Linked DNA regions of Sus scrofa: region 2 is linked to region 1. The links are chromatin contacts, called in public Hi-C maps. All regions are on one chromosome and are shown on one strand. The core of a region is the stretch at or near the end of the contact, and the rest is flanking DNA. Distances in the headings are between cores, read along the strand shown. Region 1 overlaps LOC106507156 (a long non-coding RNA gene). Region 2 holds the start of MTTP (microsomal triglyceride transfer protein).

Region 1 (5,000 bases), core at 889-3,388:
TTTAGCTTCAGGCTTTTAGGTGACAGCAGCCCTGGCAGGCATCTGAATTGCAACTTCACAGGACACCCTGAGTTAGGACCAACCAGCTAAAGCTGCTCCCAAATTCCTGACTGATAGAAACTGTGAGATAATAATCTTTCTTGGTGTTGTCAGTTGCTGGGTTTGGAAAATGGTTACACACCAACATATAATTAATAAAATCCCCTATTTAACCACATTTCACTGGTGAGACCATTGAGACCACTCAGCCAACCATGACAGCAGAGTCTTAACAGGATGATGAAAGTGGGTATCGACATATGAAAACCTGAGTAAGAATTCTAACAATATGATCATTAAAGCCAGCATGCACACATGTGTACACACACACACACACACACACACATCCCCACACATGAGCACACACAAAACGACAGATACTGCCCTCACCCTCTACGGCTCTGAGCTGAAACAAACTGCTGACTCACTGAAACATAATACAAGGTAAAAATTTGCTCTAAAGGAAAGAAAATAAAACACAGGAATCAAGACTGGCTTCTCAGATGCAGTGCTAATTCTACATCTCAAGAAAACCCATTAGTCAACTTAGAAAAAAAGAGAGGTATGAGGACTGGCCATGGATGGAATAATAAAGGGGCATCTATATGAGACAGAGCTTTCAACCTAGGATGATAAAGGTTGAAAGGAAGCACAAATTATGTCTTGAATATCCTCTAGGATGTGGACAAGTTAAAAAGGAACTGTTCACCCAAGGGCAGTGTGGATGCTTAGGTCTTTAACAATATGGTCTTTGTGGATGTCTTCTATTTAAATTATAAAAAAGTATCCACACCCAGAAATAAATATGGTTTTTTAAAATCATACAGAGCTTGCACGTTGACAAAATAGAAAGATACACAAAAAGGTGATTAAGAACCATAACGCTTGGAGGACGATGACATGAAAAGGTAACACCTCATCCTCTCATCAACCAGCCTTTAGTCACAGTGTATTAGAAGAGTCTTAAATTTTCACAATATCCTTGCCCACATCAGCCTTCTAACTAGTGTTCTCACTTCCACCCGTGACCCTTCCCAATCAATTTTTCACAAGGCAGCTGACATGTTTGCTTTAAAATATGATATCTGGGAGTTACCATCGTGGAGCAGTGGTTAAGGAATCCGACTAGGAACCATGAGGTTGCGGGTTTGATCCCTGGCCTTGCTCAGTGGGTTAAGGATCTGGCGTTGCCGTGAGCTGCGGTGTAGGTTGCAGTGGCGGCTCGGATCCCGTGTTGTTGTGGCTCTGGCGTAGGCCAGTGGCTACAGCTCCGATTAGACCCCCAGTCTGGGAACCTCCATATGCCATGGGAGTAGCCCTAGACAAGGCAAAAAAGACAAAAAAATTAAAAAATAAAATAAAATATGAAACCTATCATTCTTTCCTGAAGCCCTGCAGGGCCTTCTTGTTGTCCCTGCCATAAGCACAGTCTCCTCCTGTGACCTGCAGGCCCCGCAGCCCCAGATCCTGCCTCTTTTCCCACTTCATCCCCCTACCTCCTTTCTCTTCCGAGGCCTTTCCCTTCCGTGGCTTTGGCCCTGGGCGTGCCTCCTGGGGCTGACTTACTGCCCTCCTTCAGGATTCAGTCTAGCCCTCCCCTCCTAGAAAGGCCTCCACCCACAATGCTATCAGAAGCATCCTCTACAAGGTATGTGGCCTGTGAGTACACGGTGGCTTTCCTTCATAGCGTTTATACTTTTTTCTCACTTGCCTCCTGTTGGTTTCTTTCACTGAGCTCTAAGGTCCAAATGTCTTGTGCATCCCGCTGCTCCCCACACCTGGCACAGGGATGGGCTGACATCCTCCTTCTCATCAGAGTCATGAATGAGCGGGAATGGACACTGGATCTGGTGGGTATTTCACAGAAAACGTCCATAACCAACACCATTCTACAAAATTTTCCCTCCCTCTTCTCCTTCCTCCCTCTGTCCCTCCCCCAGAGCTTTCTCTCGCTTATGTTTCTAGGGCTGGACACCTGCGAAGTTTCAGCTTCGCATTTGGCTGCTCACCGAAAGTGCCAGACGATTGTTCTCTGCTCTCAACTCCCAATGGAAAGATCGAATGATGTTTGCTGCTGGCTCCCGACCTCTAGTTTCCCTTTCTGTATTATGAGCACACAGGCTCAACTTGGGAAAGAATTTTTGTTTGTTTGTCCTTTTAGGGTCAAGCATAGAGCATATGGAAGTTCACAGGGGTTGAATCAGAGCTGCAGCTGCCAGTCTACACCACAGCCGCTGTGATGCGGGATCTGAGCCACATCTGGAACCTACTAGCTGAACCCACCGAGCAAGGCACAGGGATCGAACCCACATCCTCAGGGACACGAGGTGGGTTTGTTACCGCTGAGCTGCAACAGGAACTCCCAGGAAAGACTTATTTAAACAGAGTTCAGAGGTGTTTTTCCATTGTGGAGTATCATTAATGTGTGACAGAAAGTGCTGAGTGAGTGAAGGAAGGTGCCACGGTTGGCAGCGCTATTAATAGTTATTTGGGAAACGGAGACCTTGCAGGAGGGAGACTCAGGTTCAATGTGAGGACCTGACGTGAGAACCGAGAATGCCTGGAGCTTTCTGGGAGCACTGTTCTGGGGACAGAAGTTACTGAATTTTGTTCCCCTTTTATATTTGGCCAAACGTCAGGTTAACATGACCCTAATTAATAGAACACAAAACAAACAACATTATTTGTTAAATTGTGTCACATGTTTTTGGATAAGTTTTCATTCAGTTACTATTTTCATGAAATTTATTCTACGCTTTCACATAAGAAAAAGGAGTTTGTTTTCATTTTCATTTATACTTTTCCCAGACACGTTACCTGAGATAATAATTTTTTGCATCATAATGAAATACTGGAATAGAAATATAGGCCTGAAAAAAAATGCCTATTGTCTTAGCTTTGAAATTTGGAAACCCAAAGAATAAATATTAAGAAAAGAATTTTTATTTTTTTAAATGAAACCATATCTCCAGAAGGGTTAAAAAAGTACACCCTAGGCTTATTTAGCAGACTTCACTTATCTACATCATGATTTATTAATGAATGACCAATAATCAGAATTGAGTACATATACACAATTGCCTATCCACAATTCTGAAGTTCACAGTGGTCTGAGAACCCACAGAGTTTCTTGCTTGTTTGTGTTTGTGGCCAATTCCCTTGGCAACAAAATCTTCCCTGAACTGACGCAAGGCTGTTAATCCTCTTAATTTATTTCGCCAAGCGTGACCAGCCTTGTATTTTACTGGAGAAATATTAATGTGTTTGATTTGGGAGTGTTGCCTCAGCCTCTCCTGGAAGTGTTATAAAATTTTTTTAGTGCGCTTCATTATCTTGGAAAGAATGTGAAAAGCCTGCATTTAGGAATACATGCAGTCTTGAGGTTGGCACATAGAGGACTGAGCACCTGTATGGTAGAATCGTAAATATATGTTCAAGTTGGAAGGTAGCGATGAGATAATACATTCCAACCTCCTCGTTTTATGAATGAGGACTCTGAGTTCAGAGACGGGGCAGGGACCTGCCAAAGGTCTTACTACTCGGTTAGTAGCGGAGATAGAAATAGCCTCCACTCCCAAGGTGCTCCTACTCACAGCCCTTTAATGATCTCTTCCCCCAGTGGCTGGGATTTCTAAACAAACGAAATAGACAGGCCTGTGTCCTCTGCTCAGGACTCACTGCTGCTGTGCACAGGGAGAGGCAGGACTGAGCACAAACTCACTTTGGAAAGAAATACTGCCCCTCTTCTCTTCCCCAAATGATCCCTATAAGACTAAGTCTGCTAATCAGCACCCAGACGACACCATCACAGTCATCCTGAATGTTAGGCACCATTCCCCATGCAAAAAAGGCGATACAAAATAATAATCAATGCAGTGGTCTAAAGATTTCGAGTCAGCAGGCTAACGTTGAAGCTCTACCCTGCCGCCTTGTTCCCCTGTGACCTTTGGAAAGTCATGGAAGCGTTTGCGACCTGAGTTTTCTTATCTCTAACACAAGGTTATTGATAGCAAACCTACATATTTTATTGGGTGGCTGTATCGGAAGAGATAGTGTTTTTGAAACTATTTTCAGAATAGCGAAGCATTAAATAAATTAAATTAAAGCATTAAATAAATAGCAATAGTATTGCTGTTTTTTTTTTTTTTTTGATGGCCACACCCACAGCACGTGGAGGTTCCCTGGCCAAGGACTGAATCAGATCTCTGTGACCTACTCCACAGCTGAGGCAACACCAGATCCTTTAACCCACTGTGCTGGGCTGGGGACCGAACCCACGTCTCTGCAGTGACTTGAGCTGCTGCAGTCATATTCTTTTTTTTTTTTTTTTTTTTTTTGGTCTTTTTGTCTTTTTAGGGCCGCACCCATGGCCTTTGAAGGTTCCCAGGCTAGGGGTCCAATCGGAACTGCAGCCGCCGGCCTATACCAGAGCCACAGCAACTGGGGATCTGAGCTGAGTCTGCAACCTACACCATAGCTGATGGCAACGCCAGACCCCTAACCGAGGGATCAAACCCACGTCCTCCTGGATGCTAGTCAGGTTCCATAACCACTGAACCACAATAGGAACTCCTGCAGTCATATTCTTAACCCACTGTGCCATAGCAGGAACCCCAATGTTGTTATTCTTATTATATTATCTTGATTTTTAGGGCCACACCGTCAGCATATGGAAGTTCCCAGGCTAGGGGTCTAATCAGAGCAGCAGCTGCCGGCCAATGCCACAGCCACAGCAATGGAAGATCTGAGCTATGTTTGCAATCTACCCGACAGCTCAAGGCAACACCAGATCCTTAACCCAGTGAGCGAGGCCAGGGATCAAATCCGAATCCTCATAGATACTAGTCAGGTTCATTACTGCTCAGCCACCGCAGGAACTCCCAGTGCTGCTATTCTTTGTGACATTGTCTTTTACCAAAAGACATGCTCTGCATTTATCAGCCTAGCCCTGAACTTGTAGA
Region 2 (4,633 bases), core at 1,389-3,888, 130 kb after region 1:
CATCTGCAACCTACACCACAGCTCATGGCAATGCTGGATCCTTAACCCACTGAGCAAGGTCAGGGATCGAACCCGCAACCTCATGGTTCCCAGTCGGATTCATTAACCACTGAGCTACGATGGGAACTCCTGCAATAGTCTTTATACCCTATGATGTGGACCTGAGTGGAGACCAGATTTGATCTTCTGATTGGTCTCGGGCAGGATACCTTATTTGCACGGGGAAAAGATGATATGGTGGCCTGGTGAGAAATGGGCAACATTCCTTCTCTAGCAGGGAGTGAGCAGCCCAGGCTGGTCAAGGTGGGGCAAGGGGCATTACAAGGAGACATGGCCAGAGGCTTTGGGGTTTAATCCTTGAAGAGGATGTGAAACCTGTAACAAAAGGAGGCACTGAGAATAGACCCGCCATTATAAAATGTGATTCAAAAGAAGTAGGGAGCATTCACTCTTTCAGCATATTCTTCTAAACAGACCCTATGACTCCTCCTCTTCTAAACTCCTCCTACACCCTCTTTATTTATGGTCAACCTGTACGCACCCTCCACCCAGATCTGGACAGTTGCATTGATAAGTAAATTTGAGATGAGTTATGAAGCAATGTATGGCATCCCCAAATTTATAATGGCCTGATTTTAAAGTAAACTCTTCATAAGTAGTTTGCTTATTAAATGTCAGTCGTTACAAATGGTAAGGAATCTATAATTTAACCACGGTACTATAAACCAGGAAATTACCAAATCTAGGGAGACAGAGAGCTGTCAAGTCCTGTACTTTTTATTCATGATTTTTGGAATAGGCAGCTGTACTGTGAAGTTAATGACACTTAAACCCAGGCTTGGAAGGGAGCCTTTGGCATTGTGTACATACGCCGTATCTTTTTTCAGTAACATTTGCAAAAAGTAAGGTATTTTGTTATCTTTTCTCAAATTTTGCCCCTAAATTGCATAAGCTTCAGGATCTAAAATTCTGGGTTTGCCACTGAGCTTATACAACAAACTGTAGCTCTCTGTTATGTTCTAGGTCATAGCTCCCTGCATGCCATTGTCCATTGTCATGTGTGTGTGTGTGTGTGTGTGTGTGTGTATTTTTAAATCTTTATAAGAGCATGTATTTAAAAACATCAAGTTATCCAATGTGCTCACTTGCAAGGTGGGGAAAAAAAGAGAACACCACAATAGCTACTATATCTCAATTGTTTTTTGTAAAATCATGGTATAAGGTCTTATCTCATGGTATATAAATCAATCGTATTTCAAATATTCAACAGTGTACTTGACAGATAACAAAAATAGTAAGCTCTCTGTATAACAATTACCTATCAAGTGTAAGTTACAAAACTTTTTCTCATTAAAATTTGTTTTCATCCAACTAAGGGTTGTACGTTTAAATACAAAATACTTGAGAAACTACTAAAATATATATATATTATCTCAGGTTCTTTAGTTCAAGAACCTAAAGTGTGATTTGCTTGGGTGAAATAATTTAGTCCCCATTTATTGTTCTGGTAACAAAGATGGTCTCTTGTCCTCAAGTGGAAATTTTCAACGCAAAAAATCTTGAGATAAACTTTATGAAAAAAAGAAAGCCAGTTATCCCTAAAGGGCTTTATAAGTTTAAAAGTGAATTGTTTATATCAGTTACTTAGGGTTCACAGTGAGTGAAATCGCATCCTATCATGCTGAGTTATGTGTTAGATCAACTGGCATTCATGGTGAATTATCTTAAGAGACTCTAAAAAGTGATCATTTTACAGGTACAACATCTAGAAATTCACCGCATATATAAATGAATTGACTTAAAACAAGATTCCCTATGAATACATTGCATACAGTTTTTTGGAAACCATTACTCATAAAATGTTTATTTCCTCTGAAAGATATCAATCCTTAGGTGTTTTAAAATCAGTTTTATCTTGAAATAGAATCTAAAATGACTAACACTATTTTTCCAAAGATAATGTCTTATTTCTTAAAATCTATATCATGTCGTTTTATTTTCTGTAATTCATAACCGTGATAATTCTCTTTTGAATGGTAATGGAATTAAATACAGACTTTACCATTTCATTCATAATTCTCTGTCAAGTCAAATGCCTTTTTCATTGGATCTAATTCTTCTTGATGTCCCATTGCTAAGCAACTAGAAGGAAATTTAAGAACTGGTTTTTTAAGCCCACTTTTACAATTCAAATGAAGGAGCTGCATTCATTGAGTGACCAACAGCAGAAGGTAACAATAGCTGGCATCTTTTTTCTCCCTTTTTAAAAATACACCATGAATGAGAGAATGAAGCAAGAAACTAAAAGGAGCCTCTGTTTTCTTAATGTATGTAGGAATTTGAATTTGATTTTCATTCCAACCCAGTCCTGCCTTCACCAACATTCCAAAGTTCCATGGTTTTGAAGATGGCTTAAAGAGTTAGTTAGGACTCTCTCACTACACTACACACACCCACCCACCCACACAATTTTCCCCCTCAAGGATTAAAATTATAGTTTAGCAAAAGGCAACACGAACGTACCTTTAACCGAAGCTGAATATGAGGAAATGAAGCAGAGAAAAAGCACAGCAAGAAGAATCATATTGACCAGCTCCCCTCTAGTGCATCCAGTTCCAAGCGAGGAGTCACTGAGAAGTGGATTCTTGCGGTGGCAGCAAGGGAGTGACCCTCCTCGAACCTGCAACAATGTTTATCTTTGGGGGAAAGGTCAGATTCCAAACTCCAAAATCAGGACCTAAGTTCACAGAAGGGCCCACTATTAATGATTAAACTTTGGTGGGCTCCGGTTTCCAATCTCTCACTCTTTTTATTTATTCTTTACTCAATAAGGAAGACCAAGAAAAAAATGTCACTTTTGAGAGTTCAAGTAAACCAGTCTACCATCCTTTAAATTCAGAAGTACTGATAGACATTCAAGGAAAACTGATGATGATACTTTTCTGCTCCAAACATAAATCATCCTCATTCCCGTAACATCAAATGCCTGTCTTCACATTTACCACTTTACGTGGGAAGGTGGTGAGGAATTGCAAACTCAAATACATTTCATTGAATTTTATTGTCTTGTATGGTCATCTGGAGTTTTTTAATACCATGTGTATGCTATTATTAAAAAATCATTCTGAATTATAGGATTTAAATTTAAAAATTTTTACTTCCACCACCAATCCCTTCAAAATAATGTTAAAATGATAAAACTGATTTCTGAAACCTAGATGATTCTCCTTACGTGTGATTCTTATGTGTCTGTCATTATTAGCACACTAGCAAGCAGTTGAGTTTATCACAGTAGACCTCTAACTACCCCTATGACAAGAAACACTTATCTTGAGTCCCCAAACCAACTGGATGGAATCCCCTGTGCTTTCTGAATCCTAATTCTAGGAAGAAATTCAAGAGGGGAATTCCAGCCCTTAACAATTTTGCTGCGGAAAATTAATTAGGAAACTTCTCTACAATTAAAGCAAGTAACTTAGTGTGAGTGGAGCCACACGAATGAAACCCACTTTTGTCCTTGGAAACTCCTGCAATATAAACCTGATGTGAACAAAACCTATTGAAACAGGGTGGTTGTGGGGAGCATATGGGGATGTTTTGGCAAAGGAACGAATAAGGTGCTGGCAAAGGGCTATTTGAATGAACTAGAAAATACTTATAGCCATAAAATGGGTTCTTAAGCATAGAATGAGGGTCTTAATTTTACCCTCATCTTTCTCTAAAGCCTCTTCTAGAATCCTAACCTTAAGTTCAAATCTTCTAGACAACCCAGGTAAAAGATAGTCAACTTGATAGAAAGGGCTACAAGATGAAATCTAAAATTTTAAAATCTCCAGAGTTAAGCGTATTTCTCCTTGAATTATGTTTTATATAAAGATCTTAAACGTGGAAATTGTTCACCTTTACTGTCTATTGAGATTAGAATTTCACTTGTTAACCTGTTTTATATATAAATCTTGGCTAAATTACCTACACAAAAAATATTTGGTTGTGACTATCACCTTAAAGATATAAATAATTTGTCTTGGGGTAAACAGAAAATGGTCTTAGAAAATTAACTGTTGAAGAAATGTTTTTATGAATAGTGGGCTTTACAAATACAAGGTAATGTGAAAAGCGCTTTAGTGCTTTACATTTGAATAGATTTTTGTGTATTCCCACAATTTCTGCATTACATGCACAGTAACACGAAGCCACTATAGTCACTTAAGCTTTAAATACTTACTTATTCAAATTAAGGACTACCTGGAATCATGTGAAAACTGCCTTTCGTATTCCACTTGAGGCTCACAGTGACATGTTTATGGTTAGACTATGTGGTGCATGATACGTGTCTCTTCGGGTAAAGTACCATTTGTTGTCAGGTGTTTATCAGAGTCCAACCAATAAAAGGCATATCACTATTGCCTAACAAATTAAATGCTGTTTCATTTGTTTTGTTTTCATTTGCCTACCACTAGAAAGCTCCTATGAGTCACTGTATTAAGTAGTTATTTCAACATAGGATGTTCAAATAAGACTGTTTCTATTGGTAATAAATACCATCATTCTTTTCTATCTTGCCTGTAATTTTTTACAAAGATATTTGAAAGACTAAAGATTGTTTCACAGAGATGAAATAAAAATGCCAAAC

Evidence for each region. Hi-C and Micro-C count contacts between places; a contact is called where the count stands out from the background.
Region 2: a contact with region 1 is called in a Hi-C map of liver, with 1.6 times the contacts expected there. The contact joins the promoter of MTTP here to the enhancer-like site in region 1. A contact is called at or near these places in 1 of 5 promoter capture datasets (liver), 6 of 47 Hi-C or Micro-C datasets (heart right ventricle, liver and skeletal muscle) and 2 of 2 datasets of contacts at active chromatin or transcription factors (alveolar macrophages and skeletal muscle).

Annotation. Positions count from the first base shown.
Region 1 is chr8:120,740,778-120,745,777 of Sscrofa11.1, forward strand. All of the region lies in intron 1 of LOC106507156 (a long non-coding RNA gene), which reads right to left. Among named protein-coding and RNA genes, the nearest start is that of DAPP1, 42 kb to the left of the region's middle. Within about 2 kb of position 2,139, at least 4 of the 83 cell types and tissues checked have an H3K27ac peak or open chromatin away from gene starts, as enhancers often do. A contact at or near this core is called in liver and skeletal muscle, where this site is marked.
Region 2 is chr8:120,868,830-120,873,462 of Sscrofa11.1, forward strand. It overlaps MTTP (microsomal triglyceride transfer protein), which reads right to left and starts at 2,639. Exons shown (of 18, transcript NM_214185.1): 1 at 2,524-2,639. The coding sequence starts at 2,584.